Linked DNA regions of Gasterosteus aculeatus: region 2 is linked to region 1. The links are chromatin contacts, called in public Hi-C maps. All regions are on one chromosome and are shown on one strand. The core of a region is the stretch at or near the end of the contact, and the rest is flanking DNA. Distances in the headings are between cores, read along the strand shown. Region 1 holds the start of dnai3 (dynein axonemal intermediate chain 3). Region 2 overlaps col24a1 (collagen type XXIV alpha 1).

The links. A called contact is a pair of places that touch in the nucleus more often than the background predicts.
Region 2: a contact with region 1 is called in a Hi-C map of skeletal muscle, with 4 times the contacts expected there. The contact joins the enhancer-like site here to the promoter of dnai3 in region 1. A contact is called at or near these places in 3 of 6 Hi-C or Micro-C datasets (skeletal muscle and whole body).

What each region holds. Positions count from the first base shown.
Region 1 is chr8:9,840,725-9,848,173 of fGasAcu3.hap1.1, reverse strand. It overlaps dnai3 (dynein axonemal intermediate chain 3), which reads right to left and starts at 3,582. Exons shown (of 24, transcript XM_040185229.2): 1 at 3,350-3,582; 2 at 2,367-2,448; 3 at 2,143-2,225; 4 at 1,988-2,026. The coding sequence starts at 2,203. mcoln3b (mucolipin TRP cation channel 3b) reads left to right here and starts at 3,694. Exons shown (of 15, transcript XM_078108105.1): 1 at 3,694-3,720; 2 at 3,856-3,901; 3 at 4,442-4,665; 4 at 4,754-4,921; 5 at 5,218-5,371; 6 at 5,494-5,569; 7 at 5,662-5,758; 8 at 5,923-6,022; 9 at 6,194-6,306; 10 at 6,799-6,936; 11 at 7,043-7,144; 12 at 7,336-7,449. The coding sequence starts at 4,444.
Region 2 is chr8:9,967,059-9,974,507 of fGasAcu3.hap1.1, reverse strand. It overlaps col24a1 (collagen type XXIV alpha 1), which reads right to left. Exons shown (of 60, transcript XM_078108108.1): 26 at 7,418-7,449; 27 at 5,541-5,594; 28 at 4,881-4,934; 29 at 3,153-3,206; 30 at 2,964-3,008; 31 at 2,134-2,178; 32 at 239-292. Among protein-coding and RNA genes, the nearest start is that of znhit6, 20 kb to the left of the region's middle. Within about 2 kb of position 4,182, at least 1 of the 9 cell types and tissues checked has open chromatin away from gene starts, as enhancers often do.

The DNA.
Region 1 (7,449 bases), core at 2,333-4,832:
CAAACATCAAATTACTCAATAAAGGCTTCAATTTTTGGTCCCTGTGCAAGATGCTAAATCTACTCAGATATCAAAACACAGTGTTTCCAGAATGTTTACTTCATTAAATAATCTAATATGTTACAGTAATTTGAGCAAAGCAATGTTGATCTAAAAAAATGTTGTTTACAGATCTGAAAACATGAAGCCCCATATCAAAATAATGTAGAAGTATAAGGCTTCATAAAACTACATCTTAAAGTTTAAATCTGAAATCAAATTCTAAGGTGTTGTTTGTTAGAAGAACCGTTTGCTTTCTTTGGTGTTGCCAATGATAATAATGAGTCGTCACCTGTACTGTCTATTCAGCAGACGGTTACAAAACAAATTGCTGTCATCAATTGCACATTGAAAATACATCTTTAATGAGATGATAAAAGAAAAAATAAGAGAAAATTATCCCTACAGATGGAAATGGCAAAATAGACGAGTTAAAACAAAAATAGCAATGGCGTATTTCTGATCATGACCCACATATAAATGTTTTTACAGTTTTGCGTTAATAGAGAAACACAGAGAAGCAACAACCAGGAACAAAAACTGTGAGCTTAAACACGATGGACGGTCTTCAAACTCCCCACCTTACGGACTCGCACAACAACGCCTCTGATCCTTCACCTGACCCCCTCAAATGTATGAAACAAAATCATTGTACAGAACTTACATCTGATTTTAAACATTGTGTATGTATGAACTAAGGCCATATTCAGGGCGAACGGGGCTCGTACAGCTTAAGGAAAAGCACTTCCCAGCGTCAACCTTTCCCACTCACACCAGCTAGGCCTCATGCCAAATCACCGTAGTGGAAATGAACACCCTTCAGTTCACACAGTTAAGTGGCAACTATGGCACTTTTATTCATGGGAAATATTGACATAAGAGATGAAGAAAGTGTTATGTTCAATGTTCCATAACCCATAAAGAACGCACCTGTTGGCTGTGCCAAAGAGATATTGAAATTTGTCAGGCTCTTTTTCACTTGAATAATCCACTCACAGCCAACTTATTTGACAGCCTCAAGATACGTTTAATGTACCACAGTACACAGTGAACGGCTGAAGAATTTATGTCAGAACAATAGGGCTTTATCAGCTTTATAAGCTACCACTTATATTATCAATGTCTTTGAGAGATCCATTCAGACGAGAAAGCGGTTATGTGCAGTTATGTTTGTGTCGGCGAACCACAAAAAAGTTGGTCCCCACCAGATAAACGACCTAATGTTAGACTTGGTTTTGGTTTAAGCGTTGGGGTTAGGTTATGGTCCAACTATTTCAACTATTTATGATGTGTTGAATTAGGAGATCTGAAAAACTATAATTCATATTGCTGGCTGTATAAAATGGAAATAAAATGAATGTCAATCTGAAGCGGAGGACTCTTAACAACATCGATGTTAACTCCTACAAGGGCCATTGCTGACACAGCATGACAATAGGACTCACAGCGCAGTAGAGAGCCTGTCCCATCAAGGCACTGGAACAGTACACTCAAAATAACAAGAATTTTTTTTTTCATCTCTTCCAAGTGTGATTATTAGTTTTTGCAATGCTTGTTACATCTCTACCTCAATAAATAATCTGAATAAACAGTAAATATCAATCATTCAAAATATCAAATGAATTAAGGTGATTGAATAAAAATTTGCTATAAAGTAAATATAACGCTTTAGTAATCTGTATTCAAAGGTCATGTAGGATTTACTAGACTTAATAATTGAGATTCTATTCAGAAACTATCTGCCAAACTACAGAAAAAGTGGTTAACGTGCTAGGTTTAGCTAGTTTTACTTAAATTCTTAACATGCTTCTTCAAGTTGATATGGATGTGAATGCAATACGTTTTAAATAAATATTGAAATAATGAAAGCTCTTTGTTAAATTGTTTCTTCTGATCCGGGTCAGGGTGGGTAAACACACAAGAACAACAGTAGATGTTTTTCTCTTACCAGGCTTTGTCTCATGTACGGGGGACTGAATCCTTTTGCCTAAATGGAAAATAATTGTCAGTTCACCATTTCTTTACTGTGCGTTTTCCATTTGAACGAGACAAACATGCGCACAATGAATCAAATCAACACTATACTAATACTCATACACTCACCTTTCCCTTTCCCCTTACTGCCTGCACTGCTTGTTGCACTTTTGGATCTCTTGGGCGGCATCCTTGCTCATAGAATAGTTCCACTAATGACACGGAGAAAGTTTAACACAACGCAGAAACTTGTACATCTTCATACTGATATTTTATTGATCAACTGTCGCACATTGGTATTCACACACAGTGGCAGAAAAGTGTGTTGCCCCCAAAAGTCATTATCAACGCACGTACGCCATCTTCTGGAGGAGCGGGTCATTTTTACTTAAAGGAAGGGTCCTAGAAGAGAGGAGCCTCTCTATTTAGCTCCAGCTGTGAAAAAGAATAAGAGCAAAGCCCTCCGGATGACATATATGTTTATATGGTGTAAGTTACATAAGTTTAAACTTGTTAAGATTAAAGCTACTCATGTGAGTGGGGAATTTGGGAAGTAATCAGGTTTCACAACATGAATACGTTTTTTTGTGTTCAGAGGTCTGACGTTACCTCTGAACACATAAAAAGCATAATTACGTAATTTTAATTTGTTATAGTATATATTTGTAAAGCAACTTTCAACAACAGGTTCTTTGCATTAGACCAGAGGTATTCAACTAAAATGTAAAAGAACATTACTAGAAGCAAAGGTCCGCAAGACCATAATGTGACTATTTAGTGTAATTAAAGTTGTATTAACATCTGCATGTAATGAACACACGACAGACGAATCAAATGAACTTAATTCAGTACGATTCAAAAACTCTTTGAGAATATTTATTGTCACGTAACAAAGAACTGAACATATTTCATTTCAGAAAAACAAAATAAAGGGAGGAATTGCTTGATTTTCCCCTTTTCTGTTTCACATTTGGACTCAACAGTCTCAGACGATTATAAATAGTAAATCTATCAGCCAATTATAAACAATAAATCTAAACATATTTTAATAATTGAATTTTTTAGAATATAACGTGACAGTCTCCTCCTCACATAGAGGAGCTCATTGTGCCTCATAATGGCGTTTCACATCGGCACTTTTAATAACTGTTATGGTTTCTAAGCATACGAGACAGTTAGTTAGTAGTTAGTGACCTCTCATCAGACGAATGTAATGCTATAAAAAAAATGAACTTCCATTACTTAAAGTATAAACAATTAAACTATGCAAAAGTGAATTATTTAACGTTACCTCTAAATTGTAACGTCGGTGTTCAATGGCGGCTCGCTAGCTTACCTTTGGTAACGGTAATGAAACGGACACTGTGGTCAGGCATAAAGTATCTGACCTAAAGCCCGCTGGAGATGCCACTTCCACACTTCACGGCGACGGTTTATAAACCAGTTAGGCAGAATGATTAATAATGATAATTCATGAACATTTACCGTTGAAGCCTGAAACCCTCTCAACACTTTTCCCACGCCTATGACTGTTTGGTTGCCAGTGGTTACATGAGTGGGCGTGTGTGTTTGGTGGCAAGAAGGGGCGGGCAGGGTATTGACGGACATATCGAAGAGCCAATCAGATCTTAGCGGCAAAATGAGTATGGTTGTCGTGACATAAATTACCTGAGCCAATACAGATTGCTTGAGGAGTTTGACCGCAAGGTAACGCACTCAACACGCACTCGCGAAGTTCAACCGGCTTTAGTCAGTTTACTTTCACTCTCACAACACAACGATATATTGAATCACTTGAATCGTGAATTTCTATTTGACCAAGACATTTCGGACACAACGCAGGTGACAGGTGAACGCAAGTAGTTTATTAACAGGCAGCGCGACATCGGTGAGTAATCTACGACTAAAGGTGTTTACATTTTGTTTCTTCTATTGAAAAAAACTACTGTTTAGTGTTGACCGTGATCAACGGGATATCATATTATCGTCCACACGACAAAAAGTCATTTTTAGTGGATTGCCTAAGCCGGAAGCTGAATGTGAGCTGCTTTGTTGTTGCATATTCAACAATCTAGGCAGCGGATCTCCGTCCTCTCCTCAGTTTGAACATCCATTTGCTGTAGAAAGCATTTCACAGCTTCTACTGAGCTCGTGCCATGTTTTTGTGTCTTTTACTCAAAAAAATAAGAGGAAAAATAACCCATAGATTTCCATGGATCATCCACAGCTCTACAGTAATTCAACTAGGGGTTTAATGATCAATTTTTGTCAATAGTGTCCAGTGATACAGTGTAAACAGAAAAAGGAACGTCACAATCTTCAAAAATAAATGATGTATCGCATGACAATTGTATTTGGTTGAACAGCATTAATAACAGGACACAAACGATGCATTATAGAACTTGAGTCACTGTTGTATTAATTGTAGACATGGAGGAGTCCAGTGACTTGTATGACATGCATGAGACGAATGGCTCCCCTCCCTGGGACGACCACGACCATCGGTGCCTGGAGGAGCTGGACAATGTGGAGTGTCTCAGAAGGAAGATCAAATTTTTCTTCATGAACCCCTGTGAGAAGTACCACGCTCGTGGCCGAAAACCATGGAAACTCCTACTGCAAATCATCAAAATTGCCATTATTACTATCCAGGTGAACATCTCAGACATGACCTGAACATATGTTAACTGTGTTGCTTCAATACCCAGATAACAATTGTCATTTCTTCTCGTAACCTTAGTTAGTATCTTTTGGGCTGAGCAACCAGATGGTCGTCAGGTTCAAGGAGGAGAATCTGATGACTTTCAAGCACCTTTTCTTGAAAGATTATGTCAATGGAGGCATGGATATGAATGCTGTTTACAGACAGGCTGATGTTTACGATCACATCGACTACGTCCTTGAACAGGTAACTGTCTTCTAGCTGTGGTTTTACTTTTTCTTGCAACAAACACCAAGAAAGCATCATTTGTACTTTTTTTTTTTTTTTTAATTCAAGCGAGACATTTTTTCTCCTTTTTCCTACGATAAATCATTACTGGAATTTAAGGGCATATTTCATGTGTGACCAAAGAGCTTTGTCATGTCATGGGATTGGACTTTGTTCATGGTTTTTTGAGCATTCATCATTATTGTTTTGTATCTTTGAACTGCATAACTCTGAACCCTGAACGGTTGTAACAAATGTAAATTGTTAATTCCTAGTACGGACATCTGCACAACATCACAGTAGGCAATCACGAATATGAGAAAAATGGTACTTTCTACAACCCCCTGACAGTGTGTCAGGAGTTCTACCGAAACGGTACCATCTACCCGGGCAATGAGACCTTTGAAATTGATGCCCAAGTAAAAACTGGTACGTATGCATGACTGTTTGAGCTGTGAGGAAACATAATACTGAAACCACGTCTAATGCTTTTAGTTGTTGCTTCTCTGTTGTCGACTTTTTTTCCCCTCTTTTGTCGTGGCGTCTAACAGATTGCTTTAACGTTTACCCGATGGATCATCCGTCATTGAGGGAAGCGCTTCCAAATTTCAAATTGCATTTCAAAAGGTTGGCACGTAACGTTTAACCGAAAGTCTTCTCCTCTCTGTTTAATGCAGGATGTGAGACGCCGCAGGTAATGCGTCTGCTCTGTCTTCCAGAATGCTCTCCGTCAAGATCACGTTTGTCCTTAAAGCCATAAATTTACAGACGGTGAGACATCGAGAGCTGCCCGACTGCTACGACTTTACCGTTGTTGTAAGTCTGATGATGATGATGATGATGATGATGATTGGACACATCCGAGCACTTCGCTGTTGCCGTTGGCGTGACAAAAATCCCTTGTGTCTCTGCTCCTTAGCTGTTGGGTTTGACTTTGACTTCAGTCCTTTTTCTTAAACGTGACTAACTCCTGTTAACAGATAACTTTTGACAACCGAGCGCACAGCGGCAGGATGACGGTTGACCTGGAAAGCGATGTAGAGATCAATGAGTGCAGAGACTGGAAAGTAACTGGAGCATGTAAGTTTGCGCAGCGGAATTTAGGATGAACAACGTCTTGCCTCCCGCTCGTGTCCCCGGACTCATTAAGGCGGCTCTCTAAGCTTGAGGCTCCGCCGGAAGTAAAATCTGTTTCAAGACGTTCGTCCTTGTTCTCGGGTGTGAGCCATTTTAATCTCTCTGTTCCCTCAGCTGCTAGAAACATATACCTGACTGTGCTATTTGACTGCTTCATCATCATAACGTGCATCGGCTCGTTTGCCCTCTGCGCTCGCTCAGTGGTCAACGGGATTCATCTGCAGTTGGTAAGTTCATTCAAATGACTCGACACTTTCCGCAAATCCATTCTGAAGGATAGAAGTTACAGGATTGTTCATGCTCACAGTTTAGTTTTAGTTAGTTTGATAATGTTGGTTTAATTTTCACAGGTAGATATCTTTCATAACATTATTTATACTTTTTTTCAGAAGTGTTACAACTTGTGACACATGTTATGAAACCTGTATTATACAATAGCATCACTTTTTTGTGTCTCTTCATGGCATACTAGGCAATGGTTAATTCATATGAAATATGGCTCATATCTTTATGAAAATTAACTATATAGTCACACTGTGAAAAATGCTGGTATAATAACAATTTGTCTCTGAATGAAAGTGGATTATGAAGTGACATAAAATTGAAGTAAAGTACCTAAAATATGGGCTTGGGTGTTAAATACATGTACTGACATTCATTTAATATTCATCATAATTACTTGTATACTTAATAATAAAATCTTCTGTATTTGTTAACAGGAGTACACACTCTACAGCAGAAACCAAGTGCCGTGGTCAGACAAGTTGGAGTTTTTGAATGGTTGGTATATCCTCATCATCGTTAGCGACACATTGACCATCAGTGGCTCCATTCTCAAGATGGAGATCCAGACAAAGGTAATGTGAAAACTGAGATTGATTTATTGTAAGAATATCAGGTCATCCACACTGTATATAGAAGTGATTCCTTCACATTTGTAGGGGTCCACTTTTTCTCTTTTAGGTCCTCACTAGTTATGATGTCTGCAGCATCTTGCTTGGGACTGGTACCATGTTTGTCTGGATCGGGGTCATCCGCTACATGGGCTACTTCAGGAAGTATAATGTAAAATAACACTTTTATGGGCATCACATGCAATCAATACCACATTGTTTACAACAAACAATCCTGTAGAATGCAAAGACACTCACCTTTACCAACTTGTCTCATTCCTGAACAGGGAATTAGCTAAATGTGTGTGGCATTCAGGATAATCTTCTGATATTTTACTCTGTTGTTATCTGTGGCCTTTTTAGATTCTCATACTGACACTAAGGGCCGCTTTCCCGAATGTAATCCGCTTCATCTGCTGTGCTGGAATAATCTACCTGAGTTACTGCTTTTGCGGCTGGGTCGTCCTCGGCCCATAT
Region 2 (7,449 bases), core at 2,933-5,432, 130 kb before region 1:
AACTTCAAGACAAATCCAAGAAGGGAAGCACAAGCTGTAGTGTTTAAAGCTGTGCATCATGTAGAGAGATAACGCAATGAAATCTAAACTTCTTTCTCCTCTCAAACATACTACTGAAACCTTTGCAAAACAAACAAAATAAAGATTCCAGAAAAGTTTGTTTTTGCCAATTTTGCATTTGTCTGCAGTCTCCTGAAAGAACCACATCAATTTAACAGTCAGAAGACAGGATACTTACTGGCTCGCCGTGGGGTCCCATCTCCCCGGTGATGCCTGGAATACCCGGTTTACCCTGGAAACACACACGTTCAAGTACAGCTTCAATCATCTATTTGTGAGAGAAAGCCCGGCGTCGGTCACGGTCCTCTTCTCTTTGTTATCATCACTAGCAAAGTAACCAGAAACATGATAACAGGGTCTAATATTTCAGTGCTGCCCGATGCCTTGAGACACAGAAGCTCTTTGACACAGTGCAAACGGAAAGGCTTTCCTGCAGTGTCAGCTCCAACCATCGTGTCTCCAAGTTTAGACACAGGCACAGTATTTAGTCCGTCATCAGCAGAGGATGCCAACATCTATACGTGTGACTTTAATACAGGTTCCCAATTTGATGAGACAGAAATAAATTCAGAAGCATTGCGGATTAGCTGTATAGTAAATTGGTTTACAAACTTTATAGTGAAATATTAAATCCTCACATAAGCCTTATCATTCTATTCACGGTGCAGATGTGACACAAAATAAAAAATAAAATAAAAAATCTTAAATGTCTCTAGCTGTGCAAATAAGCTTTTTAAAGAGTGGTGCTGAATCAACAGAGAACAAGGCAAAATAAAAGAGCAAGAACAAGATTTAAATATTCTCACGGCTCACAAATCATGTGAGCAAGTTGTCAACCAAACTGCATTCAGCACCAAACTTAATTGACTATGACATCACAGATCACGTCACTAAACACTATGAAGTGTCCAGAGGCCAGGTTGAACTTTGCACTTAGTTTAGGTCCCACCTGGTCACTACTGTGTTTGTCCAGATGACTAATGAGAGAGGGAGGGAGAGCAAAGGGCTGAGAGAGACTGAAATGATAAGTGGTGAGTCAACACGTGAATGTAGAAAGTGCGGAGCTGCTCATTTGTTGGAGGAAAGGCCAAACAACTAAATCCACCACCGGTTGGGCATGCGGATGAAAGGGATTCTGGGAATCGTCCCGCCATAAATGGATGAAACCAACAGAAACATGCTGTGTATATGAGTATAGACGGCACACTCGAATCAGCTTTTCGATCAGCTGGCGATCAGTGTTTTTTCAACCATCTGTGGAATATCAGATATTTCATCCTTTCACAGCCCAAAAAGCTAAAATCTTTTTTTATTGTAATAATGGAAAATGCTACTTCAGACCAAAAGGTCTGTTTGTTTTGTGGTACAATAACAAGGCACAATCGTCCCATTGGAAGTCCCATCCAAAGTAGAGCCTGTGCAATCAACTGGCTGATATCATGGATCATTATTAGCGGGTTGTATTGGTATTGTCACACATGCCACTGGATAGGCCGATATAAATCAGTGTGGAGTTTTTCCATTACAGAATCTGTCCACCAGAGAGCACTGAAGTGCATATTTCAGGTGTACAATGCTGTCTGCTCACTCATGTACATACCATGGGCCCAATTATTTGATAAAAGCTTAAAACATTTATTTTCTCTGAATTAACTGCTCTTCTAAACGTGTGGCATTGTGGTAAACTCACAAACAAAGTAGATGAACAATTCTTTATTATTTCTTCAATTCAGAGGCAGGAAATGCAGAATACTTTCAGTTACGTTTGTCAGACACGTTCAAACTCACACCAACGCACATTAGTTGAATAAGGGGGATAAATGCACATATATTTTGATTGTACTCGGAAAAAATACACAGTCCCTGTTTTTAACTTCAACAACCTCCTCTTTAGTGACTTTGTAGGTCCACACTCTTAAAGGTATAATTATATATATTTCTGGTAAAAAGAGGATGTGTGAATGTTTTACAAGTGCGTGGTGTCTGCTGTTGTCATAGTGATGGTTCATGCTTTAGTGAAGAGGATAATTAGAGCTGAAAGAGAGATTCAGCATTCAGTTAAACATTACTTACATTCTTCCCTGGAGGGCCTCTTGCTCCCGGACTGCCCGCCTTGCCCTGCAGAGGAGAAATCATTATTTAAATGATTAACAAGCAGTCAAACCAAATAACCAAATAATTATTATAATCCGTTTTGAGAGAAATACTGAAAACATAGTAATCTTTCATGTCTGCAAAGCACCACTTCTAATAATGGGTTTAACAGGGATGTGCTCCTTAGTTTCTTGCCCAGGTCATTTGGAATGACTTGTTACAGGTAGAAATGTTATAGGTGTGACATTAATTAAGTGTTTGTTGAATTTAAACCTACTGTTTGCTCATAAATTCCTACATAATGTTTTGTATATTACAGAGCAATGTTATGAAGCCCTTTAATATTTGTCCTTTGTTGGTTTTATTAGGATTAGGATTAGGTTTAGCTCCGGCTTCCTCTCTAAAAGCTGGCAGCTCTACATAATAACTGTGTTTGGGAGAAACTCGGTACCGAGGTGCTAAGACAAAGGCCCATTCTGCAAATAAAGACTGATGAAAGACTCGCCGAGCTTTTAGAGGGGCCCAAGGGTTGATGATGTGGAAATGTCTTTTCCACGCGAGTGTTCAAAAGTAATGCGTATGTGAACCTCAAGGCCTCAGGTTGATGCCTTTCTATGACAAGGATTATTCATGGCTTTCGTTACTAAAATATGGGTGTTTTCATTTCTTAAGAGCCTGAAGTCTTCATCCGGAAATGTGTTCAGCATGTAAAATACAAACGTTGTGGCCTGTTATGTAATAAAACTCTTTTTCTGTCTATAAGATAAAAGACAAAAATACATTTTGCAACATTTTTAAAGTTTACTTACTATGAATCCCGACTCTCCTTTTGGTCCAATGTCACCCCGTTCACCCTGAAAACAAAAGGTTTCGACACATTTTGGAAAACTTTGGAGGAACTAAAAGAAATAAATCATCCACATTATGTGACAAATCATTTCAACTGTAACACTGTGGCCAATATGCAGGAGGATTGTCCCATGTTCACACAGCTTTACCTTGGTGCCCTGAGGGCCTGGTTCACCGAGTGGGCCTTCTGGACCCTGGGGCCCCTGTGCGAAGGAAACATGAGACACACCTTTCATCACTCAAAGAAGAATGAGCAGTTTAGGTAACACATACTTTGAAGCATCATACCTTAGTTCACAGATATATATATATATATATATATATATATCTGTGAAACACCACCAAAAACCACTCCCACTAACATTGCATGGGTTTCCCAGCAATGTAGTGCCAACTTACAGGTAAGGGGACAGATACAAATCTGTAAATACAACACAAGACCCTCCTCTTCCCTCTCTTGTCCACCCTTTTCTTTTATGTCTCTTCCTTTCATGTCTCTCTATCAGTTTCTAGTCTGAGCCTCTGGCTTTCAATCCGGCTCTCACCCCTGTCAGATCACTTTACTCCCATTACGCCTCCAGGGAGACACACATGGCTTTGTCTTCGTCTCTCTCTGTCCCTTAATAGTTTGTCTCTTTCACCAATCTGGGTTCAAAGCTCATTGAGGCAATCAATTCTGCAAAGTGACCAACGCTAACGTAACCTGCGCCCTGTCCTCAGTGTTTCACTGCTTCTTCTCAATGAGTTAAATGTAAGAAGTTATAACATTCATTAATTTAGGCCATAGGTACTGATAAACCTAATGCCATCATTAACATGTTTAGATGGTCTGACAGGCCCATTTGTAAACAGAATAAATAGTTTGACATGTTTGTATAAAGCAAGGAAGGCAATTCAACCAATTTGTGCACAAGTTGTGAAACACGTTATTACGGTTTTCTGTGACGGTAGCAGGTTGAAACATTGAGGAGGTAGTTCATCAGAAATCATCGACTAGCGAAGGCGCTACGCAAATAATTCAGCTCCAGTCTACGCCTGGATCGTTCAGAGCTCAAAGGCTGAACTGATAAGTATGATTGATTTGCTTTATTTTCCTTCCATTACGTTGCATTCTGATCTCTCAACTGTGCAGAGATCAATGGCGCGTGACATGTTTTCCTAAAACAAAAACAGGCGCCAGACGAGGAGGGCGGATGAGGGTAACGATGTATATCTCACCTCAGCCAGACGGGAAATGCAACCACAGACTGACACGTGTGGATTACGGTAAAGACGTGACATATTAAGTACTGCCATATGTTTTGCTCTGGTAAAATGGAAGTGAACGATGGATACGTGGTAATGTGCAGGAGGTGTTGTGGTATTGGGTAGAACTACTCTGGTCACGCAAACCATCCGTTTAGTGAAATTAGTGAAAAATAAATATTCATAGTTGTACATTACGGTTGTGCACAAACAATTATTGTGATATGAAGGAGCAGAAAGTTGGCCCCGGATAGATATTTCAGTTGAATCACATCGTTTGAACTGCTCTTAAATAAATTAATTTGCTTCCGAGTGCAAAATGATATACTGATATACTGAAGTCTCAATGATCTTGACCTACGTTCCCCGAGGGTGTCATTCACCTCTCAGCCACACGATGTCTCACCAGTATTACTGCACCAAATCCAACTGACATTGCGTCCTTCAAAAGAGATTACGAATCCACCTGTAACTAAACCTGAGCCAATTTCTTGCTTTCAACTTTGGTTTGTGGAAAATAGGTTGTGATGCAAAACCAACTGCCAAGGGACTTGGTGAGTGAAGTTTCCATCAGTCGTTGAGTTAAAAGTAGGCTTAGATACTTAAAGACCTCGAAGTTAGACTGCTCTTACCCTCCTGCCCTTTGGCCCAGCAACGCCTGGAGTCCCCCTCTGCCCCTGCAGCCCCTGTGAGAAAAATCAAGACGGACACAAGTAAGATCTGAGAGACAGAATGAAGGCAGGTAAGTAGTAGCCATTTAGGAAGGTGTTCCTTTGGCATAATGCAGAGAAAAACTATAAAATACAGTGTAAATATTTCTAAATTGGGAAAGATCTCTCAATGCGTCTTTTATACCACATCAACACAAGTCCTAATGGACGCGTTACGAAGGCGTCAGCAGACCTACTGAACAATCTGTCTGCTAAGAAACCTTGTTTATGGGAACGTTTGAATTCCTTTTTAGGACAATTGCAGGACAGTTAAGAAAAATATTATTATGGGGCCTTAAAGCCCATATTACAGTATTCAGCAAACCGGTTCAGGTTTGACAGATAATATCATTGTATGCAATTTTATGAATGCAAATGTCGATATTTCTGAAAAGGAACCCAGCACTTCTTAAGCCTTATTTTATCTTTTATGTATTACTCCTCAATAAACCAATAGTAATTTCTAGCAAATTATCTGATAAGTTTAATATAAGTTATATAATGCTAGTATAATGGATTTACGTGTGATCATCCCCATGCACACAATCACAGCATGGTATTAGACGAGTGTTTGACACTTACTGCTGCACCTTGCAGGCCGATGTCCCCCGGACTTCCTGGTGTCCCTGAATAGCCCTTACACCAAAACAGAAAGAATAAACATTATAGAAAGGTTGACTGTGCAATGGCATAGTAGTTACCACTTTATAGCCAAACTGCCGCATTATTGCACCTGCAGTGCAAATAGGTCGGTGGATGATGCCGTCAACAAGTTTGCCACCACATGCTTCATCACCTCGACTCACCGGGGACGTCCGCACGGGTGGTGTTTGTGGAGTTCAGCTCAGCGCTCAGATACTCAAACACAGCCTCCACCTGTCAGTGGGTTACTAACAGCCCGAGAGACAGGTGGCGCTGGGAAAAAATCACTTCAAGTACCTGGACTGTAAGCACCAACGCCCCCTCCCAGGGATGTGTGCTCTCCCCACTGCTCTTATCCCTCAACTCAACAGCCCCGCGTCTGCTGTGGATCTCCGGGGAAACTGAAGTGACAGGGATGAGCTCACTCAGGGAGTTCAACCTGCATCGGGAGCTGCTGGCCCTGTTTTAATCATCCAGTCTGTTCTCTGTTCTTCCATCTCAGTGTGGTTTGGATTGGCCACAAACCAGGGCAGGAACCGACTACAACGGATCATCAGGTCTGCAGAGGGAACAATTGGCTCCAGCCCAAACTTCATCCTGGACCCGTTCTGCAGAATTGTTTTCAATATTACATCTTTCTCAGGACCCACTGGAAAGAGAGCGACACCTGGGTCTGTGGTTCTCATCTAATCACAACCCATCACACATCCTCATCCATCCAGGAATAAAACCACAAAATCAAACCAAGACCTGAGTGTCTTTGCCAGGAAATGTTAATCCCTGCAAAGTGCCTTCAAACAGAAACCAAACTTCACAAAAAGATTATTGTCATCTGTGCTGACAGCCCGAAGCCCAACGGCAACTCCTCACCAACGTGGCTTCATTTTAGCCCAAAAATGGTTCAACCAAATCACCATAACTCCCTGAATATGACACAAAGATCTCTTTATCTCTCTCAGTCAAACATGCACACGGACGAGCACTGATTTAATCATCTAACTATTCCGACAGGGAGCCACCAAATTAATTCTCTTCTTTTCCAATCAGTCAGGCTGCTGGCCAGCTAGGTCAGGACCGATGCCCGAAGCCACAGACATTGAAATTAGGCAAGGCCCCAGGAAACTGAAGGATGCAGGCCAACCTGTGCAAGCATCAGTGTGGGAGAGAGTGGAGACGCTGCTGCACGGGACAACGGCACCTTGTTTTCTTCAGGGAATCAATAGTGTATAAAAGATTTGAATGAAAACACAATTTCCACAGTGTGTGTGTTGGTAATGTCATAACATTTACCAAATACTTTAGTGGAAAAGGTCTGTATATATATAACATTTATTGAACCCGAGATGAACATAAAGAAGAGTGAAGTTTTTGTGCATAAAACTGCGAGTGAGAGATATCAAACCGCCTCTTAAAAACAGTTTGTCAGATCTATTTGAGGTCTCATCCTAACAATGATGATTGATAGATGATTTAGGTTTGCAAAGAGACATCAGAGACAGAGAACACATACAGGTATTTCAACTGACATAAATACAATATCGATTGTATAATAAAATATTCCTTTTTTTTAGCATTACAGTACGGAATGGAATGATTTTTAAAAAATGTTTAGCTAGAAAATTTGCAGCATTGAATAGTTTATATAGTTTACATTTATGGTCATGTGAATAGCTTTCATTCCCCTGAAACAAACATTGTAGCTAATACATCTGTCTAAGACTTTAAGCTAATTTTTCAGTGGTTGAGCTTAATACTCATTATCCTGAGATAATATGGCTATGATAATTTGTGGGAAATCTGTTTCATTTTTCACTTACCTGTGGTCCCTTCTCCCCAAACGGACCTGTTG